2 separate regions of the Rattus norvegicus genome follow, and region 2 is linked to region 1. The links are chromatin contacts, called in public Hi-C maps. All regions are on one chromosome and are shown on one strand. Each heading gives the region's core, a stretch centred on a gene start, on an enhancer-like site or on the middle of the called end of the contact. The rest is flanking DNA. Distances are from core to core; before and after follow the strand shown.

What was found. Hi-C and Micro-C count contacts between places; a contact is called where the count stands out from the background.
Region 2: a contact with region 1 is called in a Hi-C map of the A7r5 cell line, with 4 times the contacts expected there. The contact joins two enhancer-like sites. A contact is called at or near these places in 4 of 12 Hi-C or Micro-C datasets (the A7r5 cell line, Schwann cells, liver and 1 more).

The regions. Positions count from the first base shown.
Region 1 is chr9:30,858,672-30,864,247 of GRCr8, reverse strand. The region is part of intron 2 of LOC102549795 (a long non-coding RNA gene); the gene reads left to right. Among named protein-coding and RNA genes, the nearest start is that of Efhc1, 11 kb to the left of the region's middle. Within about 2 kb of position 2,952, at least 7 of the 93 cell types and tissues checked have an H3K27ac peak or open chromatin away from gene starts, as enhancers often do. A contact at or near this core is called in the A7r5 cell line, where this site is marked.
Region 2 is chr9:30,911,690-30,917,265 of GRCr8, reverse strand. Tram2 (translocation associated membrane protein 2) reads left to right here. Exons shown (of 11, transcript NM_001399412.1): 11 at 1-1,642. Among named protein-coding and RNA genes, the nearest start is that of Efhc1, 42 kb to the right of the region's middle. Within about 2 kb of position 3,260, at least 15 of the 93 cell types and tissues checked have an H3K27ac peak or open chromatin away from gene starts, as enhancers often do. A contact at or near this core is called in the A7r5 cell line, where this site is marked.

The sequences.
Region 1 (5,576 bases), core at 1,703-4,202:
ATCTGTATCTATATCTGTATCTGTATATGCATATATCACATATATCACAAATATGTCACATATATTTTATATATCACATATACCGAATATATTAGAGTTTCACATTAACCAGATGTCGGATTCCTATAATCCTAGGACTGATGCAGGTGGATTGCTACAAGCTCAAGGATAGCCTAGACCACATAGGAAATTCTAGGCCAATCTAGGTTCCAGATGGCCAGTCATCCGGTCTCTGAATCAGTACAAAAGTAAACAAATAGATGTAGATAAAAAAAAAAAAAGAAATCTCCATCCTTTAAAAATAAACAAGGAAGCATCTTGGGGGGGGGGGGAAGTGCCTGATTGGTTTCAAAATCCTATGCAAACAGGCAAGGATGGGATGGGGCATAAATGAAATCAGGTTGTCTACAAGTGGATAACTGTCCACTTGATTATGTAAGGATTCGTTATACAGTTCTGTCTGGTTTTGTCTCTGTTGGAGGTTTCTCCATAACGCAGGGGCTGGAAGAGGAGAGGAGTAGGGGAGAAGGAAGAAGGGGGGATGGGGAAGGGGAAGAGAAGGAAGGCATGTGGACAACCGCCGAACAAGCCTGGAGAAGTAAAGATCCGATTCTGAGCCAGGCAGTGGCAGCGCACGCCTTTAAGGCCAGCACTTGGAAGGCAGGGGCAGGTGGAGAACGGCGACTTTGAGCAGAGGGAGCTCCAGGACAACCAAAGCTACACATGGAGACCAAACCAAACCAACACTATATTCTGTCACTCGCTTGCCAGTACTGTGACCCATTGGAAACTTAACCTCGCCCTAGTTGCAAAATGGGATAATAATGGCCAATGATAATAATAGCCGTACTAATAAAAATCCTAAAGTCGCTGAGAGCGTGGAATGAATTAGCACACGTTGGCCCTCCCGGGAGTTATTGGCATCCTGTAAGTGCGATGACTGTGGTAGTAACCTTTGTCTGGTTGAGAATTCCGAATGGATAGTTTGAAGGGTGGCTGGGGGCTGGGAAATCTATGGGATAAAATTAAGGCACCACTGACAAGAACGGGGATGGGGCCTCATAAAAAAAAAGTATTCATTTTTCTGTGTATGGGTTTTTGCTTGCGGGGATGTCTGCGCGCTTGAGTGAACAGTTCCTGAGAGCGCCAGAAGAGGGCGCCAGATCCCTCGGAACTGGAGTTACAGGTGATTAGGAGCCAGCCACGTGGGTGCATTGAGTGCTATCTGTACTGTCATTTGTGGTTAGTTCCCTATCTGGGGCAAGCAGACATTTATTCACAGCTTCCCATGAATAGTGTCACATGATAGTGTGTGCGTGTGTGCACGGGCACGTGCGCGCGCGCACACACACACACACACACACACACACACACACACACACACACACGGCATGCTCAGGCATGTGAAAACCAGAGGGCAACCTCAAAGATCTCTCAAGAGCTGTCTACTTCATTTTGAAACAGGATCCCTCTGTGGTTTGGAGATTGCTAACTAAGCTGACTAGCCACGGAGCTCAGGGGTCCTCCTGTCTCCACCACCTCCCTCTCCCCCCTCCCCCACCTCCATGCCCTGCACTAGGATTACAAGTGTGCAACATGATGCCCATTTATTTAAAAAAAAAAAAAGCATGGGTTCTGGGGATTGAAGTCAGGTCTTTGGGCTTGCACAGTGAAGTATCCCTTTGGCATACTTTTTGTGGGACTTGTAAAAGGCACGGTGAGGATAACAAAGGGTGGGTAAGCGGACCTGCCTGTGGTTTGGGAACCCTGCCCTGATGCCTAGGAGAGTCTGTGATCATGGGAACTACGGAAGAAATGTAACGAAGGGGTTGGGGATTTAGCTCAGCGGTAGAGCGCTTGCCTAGCGAGCGCAAGGCCCTGGGTTCGGTCCCCAGCTCCGGAAAAAAAAAAAAAAAGAAATGTAGACGAAAACAAAAGAAGTTACTCAAGATACAGCAGAACTCCCTCTCTACCTCTGTGTCTCTGAGGGGGCGAAGCGCATGTCATTCCATTCTGGTGGACAGAAAGCCTTTCCAAACACAGAGGTGGCCTGCTCTGGAAAGAGATGATTGGGAGTCCAGAGACAGGATGCTGGCCTTTATATAGAACCCACAGCATCCTGCTCACTGTGAAACGGTGGGAACGACTGCTAACGGCCAGGCTGTGATATTATCCGAATATCAAAACCGGATGCCAAGAGACAGTCCATGGAACGTATGACAGATTTCCTTCGCTGTCTTTGAGAAAAAGAAGGTGGCTCAGCCTGGAATAGTGCTCAAGTTTACACGAACGGGATGCCCTTTACAGCGTTGTGCCTCCTGAAGACGGATGGAGAGATCATTTGAAACCAGTCGGTGGTTCTTAAAGCAGGTTTATGGTCTAGAGAGCCTTTCTGGGGATTATAGCTGAATCCTGGCACTGAACATGTATGGGATTTCATCTCTGGTTATCAGCCAGCCCAACAGTGGAAAAGTGTGGCCAGTGTGTGCAGAAATGCAGAGAAGTGCACACAGAGGTTTGTTTTTACTTACCGAGGGATGTGGGGGCAATCTACATCATACCCTTCTCTAGATTCAAAAGCTTTTCTAGTTCACATGATGATGTGGGGGGACATTTTTTTTCTATGCTCTCTTGATTCTGAAGGGGAGGAGTGGGAACTTTGGATCCAAAGACCTGAGTTTCTGTGAGATTCCGTTACCAAACCAGGTAGTCTCCTGTGTTAACATGATTTATGCCTCAATGCCTTATTGAACAGTAGGGGCAATAAAAATGGAAACTACTAACAGGCTTGTTATTGGGGAACGTGGGAAGGGATTGAGAGAAAAAAACCCAGGGTCAGTCAAGTATCATATAAGCTTTTAGTTATTTATAGACCCTGCTGACGATGTGTCATTCCACGTCTGCTCAGAAAATTACCCAGAGTACAGTGCAAATATTAACAGAATGAGGAAATGTTCGAAGTCTTTCTAGGAAGTGGAACCTAGCAACCTGGGCGGTTTAAAAATAGTCTGGGAACAATCTGCCATCTCCAGAAGTGTGCCCACAGGAAGGCAAGAGCTTGCTGGACCAGGCCCACGAGTCAAAGAACTTAACGGTGCCCCGGTTTTGTGTAGATGGAAGGGAGTAGAATCATGATGAGTAAGTGGTAATTTCAAAGTTGAGTGACCCTATCAGCCGCCCCCACATTCCCTGAAGTTACAATAAAGTCCCCCTAAGGCCTTATGTACTCCGTCCTAACCCCTAACTCTGTTCTCCCCAGTCTCCTCCTGAGCTGCCGCACTGTGGAGAAAACACAGCCAGTGCCCTCGCCTCCCTTTCACAACTGATGGGTCTGGGGATGCAACTCAATTGATAAAGTACTTGCCCAGCGATTAGAAAGCCCAGGCTTTGGCCAGAATCACTGCATAAAGCCTTGCTTGGAAGCCCGAGTCTCTGATCACAGCACTCTGGAGTCGTAGGCAGCCCGACTAGGTGATTCTCAGCTACCCATCAAGCATGAGGCCAATCTGTACTGCGTGAGACTCTGGTTCGAAACCAAACAGGGGCTGGGGTGATGGCTCAGCTCTTAAGAGCTGACGGTGGCTCTTGCAGAGGACCCCGGGGGTCAATTGTCAGCACCCACGTGGTGTCTCACAACCACCGGTAACTCGAGTTTCAGAAGATCCAGCGCCCTTTTCTAGCTTCCGTGGGCCCCTATACAAATTGGAAGCACACACACACTTAAAGGCAAAACACCACGCTCATAGAATAAACCGAACCAAACCAGCACACTCACCCCAGCCCTTCAGTCCACCCCTCTTCTCCTGGCACCGACTACTTCTAACACCAAATACTTCATTTACTCCGTTTTCTGTTTCTCTACAACTAAGGGGATAGTGCGTTTTCTTTGCTGCTGGGTCCCAGGCTAGAGCAAAGCCTGGTCCACGGCAGTCCTTGCGGTTTAAGGGATGACTCTCCGTGGATTCACATACGCAGTTCACGGGCTGACTGGGCTGCCAGGGCTGGCTGGGATCCAGCGAAAGGCTCTCCAGCACAGCCCTGGCTGGGCATTTGAGTCCGAGGAGGCAGTTCATACAATTCTCTCAACAGGAGAGCCAGTGTACCGCCGACCTTGTTCGCTAAGCCGGCGTCATCAGGTTACCCTACATAGTGTAACGTCTGAAGGGACTGTAGTAGAGCTCTTGGTATTCCTGTAAACTGAACACTGTTGATTTTGACTTTATGAAATGAAAGCAATTGGTTGCTTAAAAATCGTTAGTTCCTTACCCCGTCCCCAGGAAGTTTTGCACGGCATTATTTTACAATGAAAAATGTTTTGATAGCTTTTCCTCTTCCCCCCAGAAACACTGGTTATTAAATGAGTCTATAGATTCTTTTCTTCTCACTTTTCTACATCATCTTCAATAATCAGATACTGCTTTTTAAAAAGCAAAAAACAAAACAAAACAAAAAAAACCCCCCACCCTTCTACCGCTTTACGAAGTTTGCGCAGCTCCTTGAAAGGCCGAGGGACTGTTGTAAAGCTCCATCCTCCTACTCTTAGCACTTATCTGGGGGTGGGTTGGGGTGGGGGACCCGACAGCTTGGGCAAGGGACAATCCCAGTGACACATGAGGAGGATCTAGGGTCAGGCAAGATTGTCAGACAACTTTCTCTCGGAAGGACCCAACACTAATTTTAAGAAACTCGTTGGGTCTGACTTTGTGATCCACTCAGGCTGACTGAGGAGTGCACACCACTCTGAGAACCGGTGTGGAATCCGCTCAGTCTAACGGCGGAAGAAACGGTGCCGCCCACTGCCACTTAGGTGCTGTTCCGGACCAGAAGTTCCAGTGAGATTGTGAAAAGCGGCAGGCTGCGCGGGACTGCGAAGGACTGCAGATGTTTGGAGCTGGTCTGTGATTAGCTTGGGCCCTGAAGTTTTTCTGAAGGGAAAAAAAAAAAAAAATCTTTGAACGTTACAATGAGTTCTTGAAACGTTCCTGCCTTTCTCATTCCCTCCAGATCAGCAGTTCTCAACCAGTGGGTCGCGGCCCCTTTTGGGGTCAAACGACCCTTTCAGAGGGATCACCGTCGGAAAACACAGATGCCACAATTCATAACAGCAAAATCACAGTTATGAAGTAGCAACGAAATTTTATGGCTTGGAGTCACCACAGCATAAGGACCATGGAAAAGTTGAGAGAAAAGAAGTTGACTTTTTTTCTAAACTTAACACGTGAACACCCACATCCCTTTCCTGAAGGACGTGGGCATTGTGTTCCTGAAAGTTCTAGATTGCCTTTTGTAATTCATATTTTATCTCAAAATAATGTAGGCCATCAGTTCAAAAGGCCAAGGTCTTTAATAAGATTGTAACGTAGTTAGGGAAATTTATGCGATTTTATTGAAATCCGCAGAGAAATCAACTCTACGATTCTTCGAAGCGTAGTTTGCTCTGCCTACAAGTAGAGAAATTAGCAGTACTTATTTTTGAAAGTTTTTTTTATCTCTTCCTAGTTGTAGATGGATGTAGTGTTCAACCTCTTCCAGCTGCCAGTGTCAGACCAAAGACAACCCAACTTTAGAATGAGCTT
Region 2 (5,576 bases), core at 2,011-4,510, 53 kb before region 1:
TTTTTATGCTAGCGTTAGCTCCATTGCATCCGCTTCCAAAGCTCTGCAGATGAGAAGAAAAGTCATGCCGAGCAGCCTCTACGAACGTCCCGTTCTTATCCTTGTTCTTTCATGTAAAAGTGCCTTATATTGCCTTGTGGCCTTCACTGGTACTGTATGGCTGGGCCCCCCAACTGCCAGGGCTCTAGGGCTGACTGGCATACACAGGCAATGACACCATACCTCAACACAGATCCAGGGGAAAGGGACATGGGTTGACAGTTTTGTCTCATTTGTTCTGACCCTCTTCTCCCTCGCACATAATGTAAGACCTTGTGTACTCTCTGGTTTATTCTAAGTTCCCCTTGTCTGTTGCCTTCTGGCTTGACCGGGTGGCTATGGAAACTCTCGAGGTGGCCCAGCTGCAGGCACCCATGCTTCCTATTTCATAAGGGAAGCTTGGGGGTTGGGAAGAAGGGTCACCCCTGTGTACCTCTGGCCCTATGTGGTGAGCCCTGCTTTTTCGGTTTCCTCATTCCCACCCCAGATTAGAAACAGCACCCTCTTCCCCATCTGTTTTACTTCCCTGTAGCCCAAAGTTTGTGTGAGGAATGTATTTACTTGTACTCGCTGGTTTCAAGTCTTAGCTCATTGGTAACCTGTTTGGCAGTGCCTATGGTCTGGTAGCTGCAGAGCTCCTGGATTCCTGTCAGGGTTATCTCGTGTTCCTAGTTCCGCACCAACCCACCTCCCTGACCCTTGCCTTGCCTGCCTGCCCATTCCTGATATCCCGCTATTCCGGGTTGTGCAATAACCCTCCCAGTGGTCTTTTCCACAGGCCTTTGTCTCTTACCGCATCCTGCAGTAACAGGAGAGAGGGGACCTACGGGAGGTGTCATCATCCCTTACAGAAGCGTCAGTCCCTTCGTTGTTAGCTGTCATTCTCATGGTCTTGGGTGGGTTTCTGTGGCAATCTTATAGAATGTGCCCTATCGTCTAAGAAATCTTTACATTGTTTTCAAAAATAAAATAAAAAATGTGTTGAAGAGAAAAAAAAAAAAACCATCCTCAGACTGGGACAGTGTCGATGTCTGGGAATAAGATCAGTCTGGAGTCGCTGACATCACCGTCACCACCAAAGGCATTCCAGGGTTTCTTGTTCCTGTGCAAAGGATGGGCCATGTTTCCAAGAATCAGCCACAGTGGTCACAGTGGTGAGCCCTGCTCCCCCACAATGGGATCTGGCTGTGGTGGTGAGTGCCGACATTCTTTGGGGTACAGATTCATGTGTGATTAAACCTCACTTTTCGGTTACTCTGTTTGTCAAGCACCGAAAGGATGAGCGTTGGAGCTGGTGCCCCTGCGTGACTCACAACGCAAATGTGGACACATTGACTGTTTCTGCAGTCACCTGTTCATGTGATGGACCAAATTCAGCAAGGAACTCAAGGAAAATTCGTACCTACCGTATTTATGCTTTCTTATTAAAGGGCTGGGGGGAGGGGCGTCTTTTTACTTTTGGTGAAATTTTTATTGGTCCTTTTCCCACTGTTTCTGTCTGGTTTTAGAAACAAGCTACAGTTTTGTATGGATTTTTTTAAATGTACATTTTGAAACAAATGATCAAATATTTTCTGAATAAAGGGCATAGAAGTATTGGTCATAACGGTCTCTGATAGGATTCACTGGTGTGTTGTATATGGGAAGTTTTTTTTTTTTCTGTGTCTTAATTCTTCCATTTGTTTTTACTTTGAAAAGCCAAATCCGTGTCAACTTTAGTTTTTATCCAAAATGTTTAATTATGTAGTAATTGGGCTTTTTGTTTTGTTCTTGTTTTTTGTTTGTTTGTTTGTTTTTGTTTTTGCTTTGTTGTTGTTCTTTGCTGGTTTATTTGTTTTGAGACAGGATCTCACTGTGCATTTCTGACTGTCCTGGAACTCGCTGACCAGGCTGGCCTCAGACTCACAGAGATCCACCTGCGTCTGCCTCTGAGCAGGATTAAAGGTGTGTGCCACTATATCTGGCTGGGTTTGTTTGTTTGTTTGTTTGTTTGTTTGTGGTCTGTGGGTTCACAGCAGTAATGGGAGCTAATGAACCAGAATAGGGACAGACGCTTTGGTTCTCCCATTCTTGTGGGTAGTATGCATTGTTTTTATTTCGTCTAAAACAACAAAGGGGATTTCCTAACAGGTTATGTAAGCTGGACGCACCAGAAGGAAGGCCTCTGTTTTGGCTACTCTCCTGGGAAAGCATTCAGCTTTGGAAGGGACCGAGGTCTTGGTGTCTGTGAGTGTCCCCAGTATAGTAAGAATGGTGGCAACAGCGGTGACTGGTATCACGTGAACAGCCTCCTCTTGCACGAAGCTCTCTGTTGCAATTTCCAGACCCATGCTTGGGGTGTGCTCAAGAGATGTGTGTAGTTACAGATAGCAGTTAGCTGAGGGAAGCCCACAGCAGGTAAAAGTCATCCAGAGATTTACTCCAGGTGGAAGAGAGTGGCGCTGGTGGCGTCAAACACTGGTGCAAATGGCTTTCGGTCCAGCTCTGCATAGCACGCCGGGTGATATCCAGTCGTTAGCTCAGCCCAGTTCTCATCTGTCATGTGGGGTTCCCTCCACCTCCGGATGTGGTGATTGGCAACGGTGTTAAGGTCATGATACAAACAAAACTATATATAATTTGGTTTTGAGACAGGATGTTTTTTATATAGCTCTGGCTGACCTGTTACTGGCTTTTTAGCCTAGGCTTGCTTCGAATGGCAATCTAGCCTCTGCCACCTAAGAGCTTGGGTCAAGGGTATGTGCCAGCCTGCCTGCCTTTAAATTGGTAGTTTAGTATTTGCTTTCGAGACAGGGTCTTGCAATACATTGTCCTGGCTGGCCTCAACTGCTTTGCAGACTAGACTGACCTTGGGCTTAGTCTTCCTACCAGGCTCTGGGACTGCAGGCGTGCACAATACCTGGCTAAATTAATCTTAATAAACATGCTGTGCTTGTGTCCCAATAGGATATTAAAAAGCCACACTCCCAGGGGCCCTTGGAAACAATATTTAGAGAAATGGTCTTTACAATGGTTTGTCCTGAATATGTTGAAAGCCTGTTGACACAAAGCGAAACCCCTAAATGACAGACAGTATGCCCAAGGCCCCCTACTGGTGTATCTGGGCTATGTATACTGGACAGAATAGTGGCTGTTGGCCAGAGGCTCACCACCACCAAGCCTACCCACAAGGCAGCTTTCTTTTCTGCCCTGAAGCAATGAACTATCCTTATCGGTCTCGGGCATTTCCTTCAGTTAAATCTGATAGCTGTGGCCAGCTGCCAGTGTGCTGGCCCTGCAGCCGGTGACTGGTAGTGAGCATTCCGATTTCATTCTCCAGTGGCTTGTTGGAAAAGGCAGCCACCTCTTAATATTGCTTACTGACTCAGCGGTCATTCATCACCCGAGCCCAGGCTCCAAGATGCGTGCATGCATGCCAGTCGTGACAGAATCATACAGTACTTGATGGCATCTCACGGCCTCGTGCTCCTCAAGGTCTCAGAGAAGAGTGAGACCCACTCTGGCTTTCTAGTGAACAGTGAGGATGATGTTTCCACAGAAATGCCCTTCAGCCTTGGTCTGCGAAATCTCTTTCTTACCTTGTCAGGATTTATCAGGTCTTCTCGATCCTGGGTCAGTTTGGAAGGTGCAAGATGAGGCACGGAAAGAAAGCTTATGGGACAGGGATGTGCCAACCTTACAACCACTTTCTCCTTGACACTACAGTGAGCAAATAGAAAGGCCTATCTGTGTGGTATCTGGTAGGAAAGATAAGAAAGAAGTGGTCAGGACAAAGATTGGAGGGTGTGATAGTTTGAGAAGGGCCCACATAGGCTCATATATCCAAATGCTCAATCATTAGGGAGTAGCAATACCTGTGAGGGGTTAGGAGGCGTGGCCTTGTTGGAGAAAGTGTCATTCAGGCTGGGCTTTGAGGTTTCAGAGGCCCAAGCCCAGCCTAGTGGCTTGCTCTTGCTCTCTTCTTGCTGCCTGTGGATCCAGAGGTAGAACTCGCAGCTCCGTCTCCAGCACCGTGTCTGCCTGTGCACTCCTATTCTCCCCATCATGACAGCGCTGGACTAACCCTCTGAAACTGTAAGCAAGCCCCAATTGAATGCTTTCCTTTGTAAGTGTTGCCACGGGCACGGTGTTTCTTCAGAGTGATAGAATGCTGACTAAGAAAGACAGAGGGGGTATGAGTGCTGCCGCTTCAAAGGGGAGGCAGAGAAACTAAAAGATCATCTCTATCTCAGCAGAAGCCCAAAGCCATTGGGGAAAGACCGAGAAGCGTTTTCATGTGCTACCGACTATAGGCATCTGTGAAAGATTGACAGGTGCAGGCCTTAGCTTCTGTGAGCTTCCATCTAATAAGGGAGGCAGTGAGAATAGAAAATACAGATTCCTGGGGACTCTTGGGATGCTCTGGGTACTGTCACTCAACTTGCCAAAGTATAAGAGTCAGTCTTCACCTGATTGCCTTCAGATCAAGATGCTAGAACCCTCAGCTCCTTCTCCAGCATTATGTCTGCCTGGATGCCGCCATGCTTCCTGCCTTGATGATAATGGACTCTACTCTGAACTTGTAAGCCAGCCCCAATGAAATGTTGTCCCTTATAAGAGTTGCCTTGGTCATGGTGTCTCTTCACAGCAATTAAACCAGAACTAAGACAGTATGTATGTACATATTCGAGTGTGAGGGGGGGAGCATACTATGGTGTACACAGGGAGAGCAGAGGATAACCTTGGCTCAGTCCGTGTCTTCTTTGAGGTAGAGACTCTCAATAGCTATCGCACTGGGAACTCTGAGATCACTGGCCACAGACCCATCTCCCTAGCTCAGTTCTTTAGAATTTAGAAAGCACATCTCGGGGAGGGGCTGATTCTTACTTAAGATCAATCTAAAGGAAAGGGATTGACCTCCTTAATTACCAAGTACCTTCCGGGAGGGAGCACTGTGTAACACTAGATACCATGGAAGGGCAAGTCAGCCTGAGATGGCCCCCTCCCAAGAGACCCTTCTGAGGAAGGAAAGGAGGAGTTAAGGCAGTTGGGGCTCAGGACTGTGCACAGGATCTCTGTGGAAAATGACCTAAAAGCACCCTCAAGCCAAGTGCCACGTGTGTAAGGACAAGCCAGTCTGACGTGTGCTGTTTAGCCAACCCTGGCTCCAAACGATATTACTAACCACTGGAATAATATATTGCTCTCCGGTTTCTTGGTTCTACTCTTTAACCCTTCTTTCATACTCCAAAGGTGAAACACCCAACACAGGAGGCAGAGGCTGGGCCACACTTGTCTAGCACACACTAGGCCTGGGACAGCACCAGATAGGGCAGGCAGGATAAAGCCTGACTACTTAGACTGAAATAGATTTTTTTTTTAAAGTACTTATGACTTCAAGCAGCTAGAAATGATGGGAGGAAACAAAACATGGCTTCTTCCTGAGATTGCCAAGAGCTGAAATGGAACCTCTTGGACAAGCGAGGTGGATGTGTCTTAACTCCTTGCAAATGGCAAAAGCAGGGAGGCCCTTGGCAGCTTTGAGAGGACCTAGGCAT